Linked DNA regions of Xenopus laevis: region 1 is linked to region 2. The links are chromatin contacts, called in public Hi-C maps. All regions are on one chromosome and are shown on one strand. The core of a region is the stretch at or near the end of the contact, and the rest is flanking DNA. Distances in the headings are between cores, read along the strand shown.

The links. A called contact is a pair of places that touch in the nucleus more often than the background predicts.
Region 1: a contact with region 2 is called in a Hi-C map of the XL177 cell line, with 4 times the contacts expected there. The contact joins the promoter of jund.L here to the enhancer-like site in region 2. A contact is called at or near these places in 2 of 4 Hi-C or Micro-C datasets (the XL177 cell line and the XTC cell line).

The regions. Positions count from the first base shown.
Region 1 is chr1L:112,957,484-112,964,241 of Xenopus_laevis_v10.1, reverse strand. jund.L (transcription factor jun-D) reads right to left here and starts at 5,478. Exons shown (of 1, transcript XM_018255613.2): 1 at 3,459-5,478. The coding sequence starts at 4,834. The coding sequence ends at 3,932.
Region 2 is chr1L:112,861,421-112,869,067 of Xenopus_laevis_v10.1, reverse strand. It overlaps lsm4.L (U6 snRNA-associated Sm-like protein LSm4), which reads right to left. Exons shown (of 5, transcript XM_018255591.2): 4 at 5,022-5,205; 5 at 3,164-4,499. The coding sequence ends at 4,411. Among protein-coding and RNA genes, the nearest start is that of lsm4.L, 17 kb to the right of the region's middle. Within about 2 kb of position 4,172, at least 1 of the 7 cell types and tissues checked has an H3K27ac peak or open chromatin away from gene starts, as enhancers often do.

The DNA of each region.
Region 1 (6,758 bases), core at 4,229-6,728, 94 kb before region 2:
TGGACCTTCAAACAGGCATCAACTGAAAAGGTCTGATAACCACTGCTCTAGCTGTTCTAAAATTTCAAACCTCAAATACTGAAAGCTAACAGAGATGCTTGGAGTTTCATTTATTAAGCACACACCAGCAGTCAATACTGATCAGTGCTTAGTTTGCTCAAACAATTACAGTGGTGTAAGTCTCCAAAGAATTATTTATTATTTGCACTTCAGACATGACTTTTTAGAAGTTATTGGCCACGGGCAAGTTGTAATTAGACACCTGGCACCATAAAGGGTGTTCTTGTATCCCAGGTAGAGCACTAGATTTTGGCTATACACCGGCCTATATAATTTACCAACTCAGCCCCTCTGAGACAGCAGCTTATTGGACTGTGTATGGGGATCCAGATATCTATTAGGTAGGTTATAAAATACTATGAGGAGAAGAAGCATTGTGAGTCAATATGGTCCTCACCCAACGGGTCTGCATAGGCCAGTATTAGGTAAAAATTGTTTAGTAACCTTGCCAGACAAGTGGATCTGTTAACGTATAATTAGTTTTAGTTTTGTAAGGCATTTTTTAAAATGATTATTTTGTTACATTTTGTACTATAATGTTTTGAAGCTTTCTTTCATCAACTACAGCAATAGCGTCTACTCACACTGTTATGGAACTACAAATCTTAAAGATCAAGAGGATGCTGGGTGTTTCAGTGCTGCAAGACCTGGCTGCTGTGTCCAGTTTATAGACTTTGCCTGTTGCTGGATTATACCTCCCTGGGAAAATGGATCATTTTCTCAACCATCTGTGGATAGAACAATGGAAGCAAAAATTGTAATTGGTTACCAAGGGTTACTGCCCTGGTGCAAATTTTTCTACTAACAAAAAGTCACAGTGAAGTTCATTTATAAACAGTGGGCAGATTTGCACCTGGGCAGCGACCAATCAGCGATTAGCTTTTTTTCAGCCAGCTGCAGGTTGAACAGTGAAATAAATCATTGGTTGCCATGGGTTACAGGTACAAATTTGCACAGTGTTTATAAATGAACCCCACTAAGTGGTTCATTATATAATACCTTTTGTTATAATTTGAGGAGAAAAAGTAAAAAAAATGACCAGGATCACAGAATGCAGTGGCATAACTGCGCCCCGCAGCAAATTATTTTTCAGGCCCACAATACATCCCACAATAACTTGTCGTACCAATATTTATTGAAATTGTATATGAATTAGGGCCTCATGGAGCCCCTGTATCTCTTGGCACCCCACTGTAGCTGCAGGGTCTGCTTCCTCTGTAGTTATGCCCCTGAAAGAAATGGTTTATATCATTATATGGCTATCCCGATTCCAGGCTTAAAGGAATTGTTCAGTGTAAAAATAAAAACTGGGTAAATAGATAGTCTGTGCAAAATAAAAAATGTTTCTAATATAGTTAGTTAGCCAAAAATGTAATGTATAAAGGCTAGAGTGATTTCATGTATAACATGTCAGTCAGAACACTACTTCCTGCTTTTCAGCTCTCTTGGTTTACACTGACTGGTTACCCTGGTTACCAGGCAGTAACCAATCAGAGACTTGAGGGGGGGGGGCACATGGGTCATATCTGTTGCTTTTGAATCTGAGCTGAATGCTGAGGGTCAATTACAAACTCACTGAATAGAAATGTACCATGTGGCCCCCCTTCAAGTCGCTGACTAGCTCAGAGTTATAGAGCTGAAAAGCAGGAAGTTGGATTCTGGCTGTTTTATTAGAGATCTGTTCACTCCAGCCTTTATACATTACATTTTTGGCTAACTAACTATGTATATTAGAAACATTTTTTATTTTGCACAGCCTATCTATTTACACAGTTTTTATTTTCACACTGAACTGTTCCTTTAATTATGTATTACTTTCATGCACACACATACCAGTCATAGAGTTAAAAGAATGGTTCACCTTTAAGTTTTTTAGCATGTTATAAAATGGCTAATTCTAAGCAATTTTACAATCGGTCTTCATTTTTTTATATATAGTTTTTAAATATTTTCCTTTTTCTCTTTCCAGCTTTCAAGTGGGAGGTCACTGACCCCATCTAAAAAGCAAATGCTCTGTAAGGCTACAAGTGAATTGGTATTGCTGTGTGTTACTCATCTTTCTAGTCAGTTCCCCTCCTATTCATATTCCAGTCTCTTATCAAATCAATGAATGGTTGCTAGGGTAACAGACCTTAGCAACCATATTGTGGAAATTGCGAACTGGAGAGCTGCTGGTTAAAAAAAACTAAATAACTCAAGAACCACAAATAATAAAAAATGAAAACCAATTGCAAATTGTCTCAAATAGCACTCTCTGCATCATACTAAAAGTTAACACAAATGTGAACAACCCCTTTAATAGCTACAACTGATCAGTCTTTACACTTATACTGTACAAATACTGTAAATGTGAAAAAACACAAAAAAATGACAAATTTCACAGTATTACGGTACAACTCTCGCACACACACAAATCTGTGTGTAAAGATCTGTATGGTAATACTCATACAAAGTACAATAGTGTGCGGAGGATAAACACATTTAATATGTAACATACTGTATAGAGAAGTTTGGCCACAGACAACTGAAAAAAATGTAGTACCTGCAAAAATAAGTTTCTTGTCAATTTAATAAAGCAAATGTTTTGAACCATCATGTGTGCCATTCAGTATAAAGTCATATACTCTCTTTATAGCTTAGCACCACTGATGCACACATTTCCTACCCAGACATATAATATGCACGTAAGATTGTTCTACTGCCTTGCTAAAACTGACATTATAACAAAAATCAACTTTTTATGAAGTTTTATGAAGTGACTAAGTCAGGTCTAACAGATGCCATAGGAAAACCACCAACCAATGCCAATTCATTTTAACAATACTTTATTATATATAAGAGCACTGGAGTACTGTATATACTGGAATGTGTAGTAAAAAAAAAACAGTTTGAAAACATTGTTCCCAGTATAACTTAATTATAGCAAACTGAACACTCCAAACAAAGGTTCTTTAAAATATTACATTTACATTATTATACAAAGTATAGCTCAGCATAGAAGATGCAGACATAGTGCAATCAAGCACTTTAACTTCTTTGATACTGAAATTTCCTTTATGTGTGGATTTGTCCAGTAGCTAAGAAGTTTCAGTGCAGGTTATTGCAGTCTATGCTGTCCTCTGCTTTTGAAACATTGTAAACATTTAAGGCAGTTTATATATATATATATATATATATATATAAATCAGCATTGATTGCACTTGGCATTAACATCCAACCAAGTTTGTCTAAAACATGTTCTGGATATAGGCATTACTGCATGTATGAACTTGTTTCCACAGCTCAAGAGAGAACATCACTGGAGTGAGCAGTAGGATAAGGATCTAGGAAACAAAACCTTAACCCACAAAACATCATGTAAGTCGGGATATTTATGCACTCTAGATAATAGTAGTCAATGTTGTTTTGGGCCTCTTCAATGTTCCTTACAGTTTGTGTTATGGTGTTAAATTGGTAAATCTGTCTGTACTATGCAGGATGGTTTACATGAAGAAAAACAAACAAACAAAAAAATAAAACAAACTCTGCAGCAACACTGTGTCTCAAAAGTATCAGTCTCAAGAAATTTGCAGCCCTAATATCATTCCAACACCTTGCTCCTCCACCATGGTTGTGTTTACATTTCTTTTAAAGGGTCACCCTACATTAGATGATGCTATTTGGTTATGATCAGTAGTAATGGGAGAGGTTTGATGCTTCCCAAAGTGATAGGCCACCCCCAGAGTCTTTGGTCATTTGTGACGATAATCTTTACAAAAATGACAAAGTCACAACTAAATTTACTTAGTGAGCTTCTCAAAACTGGAATAAATGTTAGAGGTGTAAGGTAAAGCAATGGATAGGTCCGCATAATAGATGAAAGAGCCAGTGCTTAGTAGGCTTGGACCTGTTGGGGCAGAAGCTGGCAGCCACTGTTGACATGACTCATGACCTTTTGCTTTAGTTGGGCCACCTGTTCCCTCAGCAGGTTAGCAGTAGATGCCAACTCAGTGTTCTGTGTCTTAAGGCTCTTTACTTTTTCCTCTAGTCTGGAGATTCGCTCAAGCTTTCTTTTTCTGCATTTAGATGCTGCTATCCTGTTTCTCAGCCTCTTTCTCTCAGCTTTGATCCTTTCCTGTGTGTCCATATTTATAGGGGACATTGGTGGACTATCCCCAAAGCTGGCCACCTCTGGTACAATCTGTGGCTCATCTTTCAGAGCCTGCAATCTGGGTGGTGGAGGTGCTGGTTGCTGTATCATGTTTGATGGTGGTGGTGGGTATGGCACAGTCTCAGTACTATAATTGACAGCGGTTCCCATAGCCCCACTAGGGTAGTTGCTAAGATTGACATAGACAGGAGCATCAGATGTTGGTGGAGGCTGAAGGCTAGATCCAGCAGAAACTGAGCTTATATCCAAAGTATTTGATTGAACCCCCAATTGGTTCTGCTTATGGAGATCTTCCAGTGCCTTCACAAAGCCCTCTGCAAATTCTTGCTCCTCACTAGCCACCTTTGGGTACATAAACTGGCTAGTAGTAGGTGTGGTGGTGACCATGCCATTTGACTGGATAATAAGCCTCTCCAGTTCAGGAGAAGCCAACTTCAGTAGTCCAAGATCAGGGGAGGTAAGCATGCCGTCCCCACCACGGAGATGTGGCTTTAAATTAGCTACAACCTGGTCGTTCAGGTCAAGGTTCAGATCCTTTTTCATCATAGCGTCAAGAGCAGAAATGTAGAGGGAAGCCTGATGAACATTCAACACATTATCATGATAGAAGGGTATTTCCATCATCCCCTGACAAACCGAAGTAGAACTGGGTGTGTATGCGACACAACGTGTACCCCTTTTTGCTTACACCCCTTGACTACAAGTCCAAAACTTCTGATGCTTTGCCAAAGAGAAAATGCTGAAAGGAATCAATGCTTCCTCTTACCAGCCACTCGGACTATGGTACGTTGTTACAAAGTAATGGAGCAGTGCAATCAATCCAATGAGCCTTTGTTAACTCTCAGACGTGTCCCAAAGGGGAATATGTGCCCCCTCCCTCGTCTTAAAAGTGGGACATCCTGTGTGGGACTTCCATTACAGAAAGAGTAACCATACAGAGAATAATCCAACGTCTGGGGGAGTCATAGAGCAACTTTGGGTAGGTCTCTGCCTCATCAGCAGACAGGATCCCTCTTTGTTTTCACTGCTGCTAGAGTCGTAGCAAAATGTTCTTTCTGCCAGCTTCCGAGAACCACAAATATAACTCCAATAAAAAGTCCTTCGCTTTCATAAAGTTCCAGGTTTTTGACTGGATTCAGAGTAGGCTCTTAGTTCCTGTTAGCCTGCCAGCAACGAGATAGGTGCCGTCTCGGTGTTTACAAAGCTTAATATTTCCCCCTCCGGTCTTTCACTATACACTAAAGAGTTTCGCCCAGTTCAATTATATATACCGTCCCCATCAACATGATGTCACCTACCGACCAGGAGATTGGCTCGCCATGACGTGAAGCTATTCCTTCATTTGCATAGTGGGCGTGTCCTGTAGGCAGCAAGGCAGGCTGGGTTGAGGTCATTTGTTAACCCCTTTGTGTCTCGCAGAGCAATGCTGATCCTAATTGGGTGGCAAGTGTGTCACGTGTTCCATTTTACTCGCGTAAGTAGAGACGTCAGAGGGTATTTATAGACACGTGTACAGGGAGTGCCTAGTTGCCTGTGTAGCTAGAATTTGCCGGTAGTGACAGCAATATATGAATGTATTTGGTTTTGCTTCATTCCCCCACTTTCCTACACAGCAGTCACTTACCTTGGTTTGTCAGCCAGCCTGCCTTCAAGTGTTAATACACTCTACTCAGGCCAAGACTGACAATCTGTTTGTTTCGGCAAATGCCTGAGGGGCGCTCCATATTTTGTTTAAGTGGGTCGCTCCTATAACACTTTCTTTTGCTGCATTCGGCAGGCTCTAGGACCGCTCCTCCAGTCTATCTCCCACTGTGGCTCCGTCCCTCCCACTCCTCTTGTGCTGCTGCCGTGCTGTGTGTGTGTGTGTGTGTGTGTCCCAGCACGGTCAGCATGGCATTTCTGTGAGTATGCTTCCTTCCTCTATCGATTGGGAAAGCAGTAGGGATGGTGCAGTATGCTGGGTATACGGAACTCATTTTAGGACATTCTGCAGCGAAATACCTGTCCTGCATGCAATGTCCTATGCCTTCGGAATGGTGCATCGGTTGCTTTTGCCGTCACCCATCGTCCAAATCTGCAATCATACCTCTGTCCTCTACCCTCTCTTCTCAGCCGTCACACATACGCATGGGCGATCCTGGCCCCTCTGCTGCCTGAGGCAGCAGTTTTCCGGCGCCCCCCCCCTCCCCCGTGCGCTTACCTTTTTGCACCTGAGGGGGTCCAGGGGGGTCCACGAGGGCGGCAGAGAGGGCCAGTATGCTAGCACAGAGAGCCTAACTGCGCTCTCTGTGCTAGAAAAGCTGGAAATTTAGCTCTTAAAGTACCAGGAGCGGCATTTTTGCTGCCCCTGGTACCTAGTGGGGTGCTGCCACCTTGCCTCATTGGCGAAGCGCCAGTGGCGGAACTACCAGGGGAGCAGGGGGTGCGAGCGGGCCAGGGCCCGCACCCCCTCAGGGAACCCCGGTAGCCCGCGCGCCACTGAAAATGCTGGGCGGTAAGGAGGGGGGCGTGGCCCGGCTGCACGTCACGCACCAGGGCCCGCCCCCTC
Region 2 (7,647 bases), core at 2,923-5,422:
AATTGCTGCATAAATCATTTGTAGCCAGATATTCACTGTAACTTCTTTCTACTGTGCGGGCTGAAAGAGCTGCCTTTATACTCCTGCTAATTGGTGAGTGTTGCTGACAAGTAACAGAGATGAACTGTAGGTTCAAGGCTGAGTGTCTTACCATATGCTTTTGTCAATTCACACAACCTATCATCTGATTTTACTTTTCTTAATGCCATACCCATAATAAATGAGAATAATCTAAACGAATGCTCTGTAAGGCTACAAATGTATTGTTATTGTTACTTATTATTACTCATCTTTCTATTCAGGTAAAAAGGGATGGATCTTGGCATTTGCATTAATAGCATTAGAGAAAGAAAGAGGCAAGGATAACTCAGTCAGTGTTTTGAATTATGAGCATGGTATTAATAGTAAAGGGGGTCAAATTATGACGATCACTATACCTACACAAAGGCCATTATAACAACTGCATTGTAAGGTTTATTTGCAGAGGGCCCAGAGCAGTTAGGAATTAACTAAAGACAGTTCTGTTATATAGTGATGTTGCTAACTCGGACAATGAGATGCTGTACATATATAGTATCTCCAAGCGATAAGAACAGGGTATAAGATAATGCAGCATTGTGTGTGTTGTTCCCTTGTATAACAGAGGCCACTGGAGAGCTTTGCTGATGTACTTTATGTGCTTTTGTAGGCAGGGAGCATTTTACCTGCTGTGCCATTTAGTTCTTTAGTTTGTTGGGGAAGGGAAAGTCTTGTGGTTTAAACTGCTAGAGAACAGAATACCAGTCCAGCTAAAGGCTCCGTTTCCCATAAAGGTCCTGTAAGGAAAGAGTTGCACAACCATTTGCACAGAGCTCTGTATCCACTTCACAAACAGGAAGTGAAATATTTACTGTTGAGGTGAAAGCCGCCACTTGTTCCTTCTTAACCCATGAAGGGGTGTGCACATGTATTCTCCTCTCCTCTCATAGTCGCTGCAGAAGAATTCCATACATTTCTCTTGGAGGTCTTGCTGTAATCACACATATAAACACCGTCTAAATAAAGTCCTCACTACTTCAATACAAAATGAGTTAGAAAACAGTTTCTCTGTATACATTGTCGATTTTGAAAATGCGTGTAATAATTTGTTGGAACAATGGGAAGTTATTTTGGCACGATTTGCCAAAGTTTAAAAAAACAACAACAAAAAACACCCGTTCCTGTACTGAAACCATGTTACCTATAGAGATATATGGGAAACGTGCTGCCTAAAGCGGAAGATGGACCTCTGCTCAGCAACACACACTTTAGCTTTGCGAGCAGTATTTCTCACACTGAGAGCACCCTATTTGGCTAGGCCTGCTTGCAAATCTGGTGAGTTCAGGGTGTATTTTCTATCAGCACCACATTACAGCAGCAGTGGCGATCTATTTTAAGGTTAAAAAAAAATATTAATGTACTAAATTTCAATGTACTAACTCTTTGAGGAACCAATGTATAGGAAGAGAATACATTTAAGACTACTGTAACTAGTTCAGTGGGTGGGTGAGGAGTCTGTTTATTAGTGATGTGCAGATTGGGCCAACCTCAGTGTGTGCGTGGCCGTCCCTTTTGTGATGTCATCAGCGGGGCAGGTAGGGGTATAAATAGATGGGAGTAGGTGGCTGCAGGCAGACTTGATTTAGGAGTTAATAAAAACCAGACACACACATCACTACTGTGTATGCCAGATCCATAGTGCCACCTGAGAGGGCACTACCCCCCTCTCTTCCCAGCAGTGTACCTTGTTTCTTCTTCTTATAGCAGGGGAGGTCAAGGGGCAGTGCACTTAATTTGGCCAGATTAGTTGCATTTCCATTCCATCCAGATTAGATACATTGTCAGGCAGGGAGCAGGTCTGAGTTGGCGTGGCCCACGGTCATGTCGGCCCAGTTAACCCTGGTTATCCAAAATGCTCGGGACCTGGGGTTTTCTGTATAAGGCATCTTTCCAACTTTTAGTACGATATAGGATGTGATATTCTGAGACAATTTGCAATTGGTTTTCATTTTTTTTCTTATATGTGGTTTATGAGTTATTGTGCTTTTTATTCTGCAGCTCTCCAGTTTGCATTTTCAGCTATCAGGTTGCTAGGGTCCAAATTACCCTAGTAACCCATGCATTGATTTGAATAAGTGACTGAAATATGAACAGGAGAGGGCCTGAATAGCAAGATGAATAATAAAAAGTAGCAAAAACAACACATTAATAGGCAGACAGAGCATTTGTTTTTAGATTGGGTCAGTGACCCCCATTTGAAAGCTGGAAAGAGTCAGAAGAAGGTAGCAAATAATTTAAAAACTATATTAAATAAAAAGTTGCTTATAATTAGCTTTTCTATAACATACTAAGAGGTTATTTATCAACAGTCAAGTTTGTGAGGTCTTCTCTACCTCATATAAACTCAACTCGAATGTTTGCCTATTTATAAAAACCTTGAATGTAAAAAAACTCATGAAGGCTATCATCATGAAGGCTAAAAAAATCCTCAAATTGTTCAAAGGACATCTGCCATTGACTTCTACATGACCCCGACAGGTTTTACTTTGGGTAATATTTGGGATTCAAGTTTTTTTGCAGCATCAGGCCATAGTGAATCTTGAATGAGTTTTTTTTTTTTTATTCAATCCCAAAAAATTCGAGTTTTTACTGAAACTACCCTCGAAAACTAAAATTTTTCAGGAAAAACACAACCTGACCTTCGATAATAACCTCTGAAAAGTTAAGTTAAAGGTGAAATACCCCCTTTAAACATTCATTTAACCCAATAGCATTGCTTGGCATTAGTGATGGGCAAATCTGTGGCATTTTGCTTTGCCAAAAAATTCGTAAAAAACGGCAAATAAATTTGCGAATAGCATCGACGTCAATGGGCTTCAAAATAATTTTGACACAAACGTAAATTTTTATACGTGCGATTGTTTTGTCCAAATGCATTAAAGTCAAAGGGCGTCCGATTAATTCTTTTAAAATTTAACTTAATCTGTTAAAATGAAGTCTATGGGAGATGGCCTTCCCGTAATACTGAGCATTCTGGATAACAGGTTTCTGGATAAAAGATCCCATACCTGTACATGCCACAAACGGTCTTCCTATGTAGTAAGACTTTTACTTACTTAACTAAAATAAGAATGAGAATTAAGTCAATTTTCCATTGCTAATATTTTATTTTTAAAGAAAAAAAAAAAAAAAAAAAGTGTCACAGCACTCTTACACTCTTAGTAACAAGAAAATGTTTTCCACAACAAAACACATTTTGTTTCCCCAATCTCCTCTCAATATTCTGACCGTTTTTGTTCAGAGAAATGTGGTCTTTTCACATACTAAAAAATAAAAGTGAAAAAAGGCAGCCAACCAGATTTAAGTGCTTATACAAGTGTTTAAATCATAAAAAAAAAGAAAGAGTGTTTAAGAAAATAGCCATATCTTTGAGGGACAAAAATGTGAATTTTATGTGAGGGGAAAAAAAAGAAAGTAAAATCATCGGCTGAATAGTAACCATGGCTACTCCAAAATATTTGAACACAAATCCAATGCAATTGAGGAACTGTAACCTCTACTCATTTAGAACATTCCATAACCAGATACAAGTGGAGAAATGTGCTTTTTATATTCTCCATGGGGGCATCTATTCAGCAAACTACAGCTCTCCTGGGACTTGGGCTTATGAAATGAGCCAAAACGCGGAATGCTTAATCACTCATGTAAATCTATTGTGCCAGTCACAAATTGCTATATACATATTCTCCATTTCAGAGGGTATTGTGTTACATATATGTGAAAGTTATTTAACCTTTTCATATGCAAACATAATTTAACTGAAAAAAAAAAAAACCTCCCCCAATATGCAATAGTAACTAAACCATTCTGGAAGATTTCACATGTATTCGAGAGGCATGTCTACATCAGATTGCATCTGTCTCCTTCATCTAGCAATGGCAGAGAAGTGGTTAAATAATGAAGCTCAAATGCATTACTCCAAACTGTTTGCATTGGCTTAGCTGACAAGCCAGTACCATACTGATGCTGCACAGTTGTTACAAGTGATGTGTACCCTTCTAACTACACACCCCAACCCCCTGCTTTTGGAGTTTAACCCAAATGACCTTTCGATGCCATGGGCTAAGTTCATTTGCAGGTTAGGATGTGAAGACCTCCCACAGGCATTAATCACGTGTTTTGACATCTGGCTCTGGCTCATGTCCCCTCTCTTGCTTTAAGCTGGTCCTACAATATGGAAAGAGGGAGGGGTGAAGTGGAAAAAAATGCAGTTCTTTTTTTGAAAATTGCTGGTGTGCCGAGACTTTAACACTTTTAACACTTTAAACATTTTGCAGAGCTGAGGCGTGACCATAGAGTCAATACTAAACGAATGTCTCTGGCAAGAAGACATCACTGTTTCCCAGACTGTCGGCCAGGCTTTTTGTCTTGCTGGCCTCTGCCTCCACCAGGGGTGCCCCTGCCTCGTCCTCCAAAGACACCTGAAAAACATTTACACTTTTGTTAGTATTCCATTCGCCAGAAATCTGATTGCGAAAGAGGCCGTCATTATTAAAGGGGTTGTTCGCCTTTGAGATAAATTTTAGTATGATATAGATAGTGAGTCTGAGACAATTTGCAATTGGTTTTCATTTTTTATAGTTTTTGAACTATTTTGCATTTTATTCTGCGGCTCTCTCATTTGCAATTTCAGCAATCCAGTTTCTAGAAAAAAAAGTGTTTGGAAGGCGAACAGCTAATTCAACCAAGGGCATATTTTCAACCTGTGAATAAACACAGGCCAAAAATCAGCCCCTCTGCTTGAAGCAGTCTTCTGTGTCTTTGTGTCTGCTCCTGGAAACACTGCATCGGCCCAAGTGCAGGCATACAGAGCTGATTTCTGAGCTAAAGGGCGAGTATGAATTTCACATAAACTGTGCCATGTGATGTTAAGACATTTATTCCATAGGTGTGTCCATACTTACTGTACATGCTTCGCAATACTAAAAGGCAAGAAGAATTACCTCGTCCACCTCCACCAGCTCCTCTGCCCTTCATCTGTTTTTGTTGCTGCATGCCTCCACGTCCTCTGCCCTTTGACATCACTTCTTCCTTTACCATGTCAATAATCTCATCAGGGATCCGCAAATATTTAATTGTGCTTCCCCGTATATAGCACTCTGGCATCCTCCAAAATTTATCACCATCCTGATACAAAACAATGGGACACAAAGCATCAGTATAGCAAGAAAGTGTTGTAGTTCCTTAGCTTTATGGCATGTTATTTCAAAATTCAGCATATCTTTTTTAATAAAATTCGAATTTCCACTATTCCTCTAAAAACGATGTTATGACCTTGTTTTTGAGGTCAAACTTCCTATGGTATGCGTGCAACACAGAAAAAAACCTACCTTGTGCTAGACCCATGAGCAGTCCGTGTCTGTGTCTCCTTTCTTATTAAAGTGTCTGTTCTGCACAGATTCAAAAACTCTTAATTATTAATGCCAATTTGTCTCAAATACGGGGATAAAAATGTGTCTGTTGTACATTCCTAGAACGTTGAATTCTCCCTAACCTTTTTAAGCTATGGAAGGGCCCAAGCAGATGTTGGGCTTGATCCTTAAAAAACAGAAAACTGCTGCATTAAAATAGACTTTTAAATCCCGTTGGAATCTCAGAACAACATTTCATTCATGTGCCCACTAAAACAAAATGAAACAATTCTATATTTTTCCTATATGTATATGTACAAGACAAAAATGCAGTATAGCTGCATATCCTTTTCCATTCTGTGATGTTGGCTATATTACTGCAACAGCTAGTGTGCCAGAGATTGCCATTCTGAGAACTAGAGGCACATTTATCAAGGGTCGAATTTCGAATTTTTTTTTTTTAAACGCCCATAAACTCCCATGAACTCAAAATTCGACCAATCGAAACGGGTTCTAAAAATCTAAATTTTTTAAACTCGGTTGAATAGGATCGACACGAAAACTCGAATCAAATTCAAATCTAATTTGATTGGATTTTAAAAAAATCGAAATGTATTCTAAAAATCAAGACCCGAAAACTAGAATCGAATTCAAATCTAATTTCATTTAAAAACTCGATTCATGCCAGGAAGGCTGCAACAACTCAAACTTGATCCCTGGACTTAAACAGCAATTCGGCAGGTTTTAGGTGGCGAATAGTCGAATTCGAGTTCATAAATCTTGAAAATCAAATTAGATTTTTTTTTTTTTTTAAGAACTCAAATCGAATTTGAACAACTCCCTAGTTGAATTTGACCATAAAAAAACTCTAAAATTCTAATTTCAAATTTTCAATTGGACCCTTGAAAAATGTGCCCCCTAGTATTGTCTAAAATATGGCTATTCATCACGATGGCATATGGCTTCAGTGTATTGTTTTGATGGCTTAACATTAAACACGGGAGGAATCCCTTGAGCAATCTACGTGTGCTGGAGTTGTGGAGGCGCCGTCATACAATACCCCAAACACTGTACTTAATTAGTGGAGAGGCCAGGTGTGCAGGTGCAATCTACTGCCTAAAATATGGCTTCAGTGGACACTCAGTCATTTATTCAAATAGTTCAGTCTGTTCAAATTTCTATTTTGGAAACGGACACTAGAGTTTTTCCCCTAAGCACAAAAGACTGATACAAAGCAATACATTTTCTCTAGCAGATCATAAGCTTACTCTGCCACCTAGTGGGCAACTATAACCATTGGAAAATGCTTTTAAATGTGCATTCTTCTAAGAGAAAATGGCATTCAAGAAACAGAAGTATCTTCCAAAAAAATAAATAAAGTACGATGATAGTTGGCAGCACTATGCATATTAGCAAACTGCTCAAATACCTGTCTTTTACAGTATCAATAACATACTACTCAAATCTCACCTGAGCAAACTTAGGTAGTCAATACTGCTGCAGAAATTCCTACAGAAAACCACTATTATCACTTTCCAGCTGAATGCAGCTTCAGAATTCTTGCTTTGACCTGAAATCTGACAACAATATACTATAATGGGAACCAGAGAAAGCTAATTATTTTCTCTATTTAGCTAGATTTGTTCAGCCGTTGGGAGAACATTTGCTTCCTGCCCAACAATGATTCCAAGTAAAACTGTGAGTCAAAAACTAAAATCGTATTGTAATGTTTATTGTTGTGTTGTTTAAAATGCAAAATAAAAACATTTAAAAAAAAAGAAAGAAGTTGACTCAGTCAAATTCAGATAGCATAAAAGTGAAAATCTGAGACACTTGTTGAAAATTCAGGCGCACATGCATAATCTAACATAAACAGGACAGAGCAAGAATGGACCAAAATATGCCCCAAAAATGTGCAAAGCTGGATCCCACCGAAAATCTTGCGAAAAATGAAAATTTAATATAAGCTTCATCATACTAAAATAAGATCATTAGATAAAATCAACTAAAAATTCAGACCCAGTTCTGAAATTATCAAGATACTCTTCACCCTCCTCCTCTCAGCATCTGTCTCTCTTCATTCTATCTTCATACAGGAGCTGGGAGTCTGATTTTGAATGACAGTTAAGCCTTGGGGGAGGAGGGGTTAATTTTGCCTATAACATGTCTTATAAACTTACTCTTTTAAAATTAACAGAAATCTTGTTTCCTTATGTGC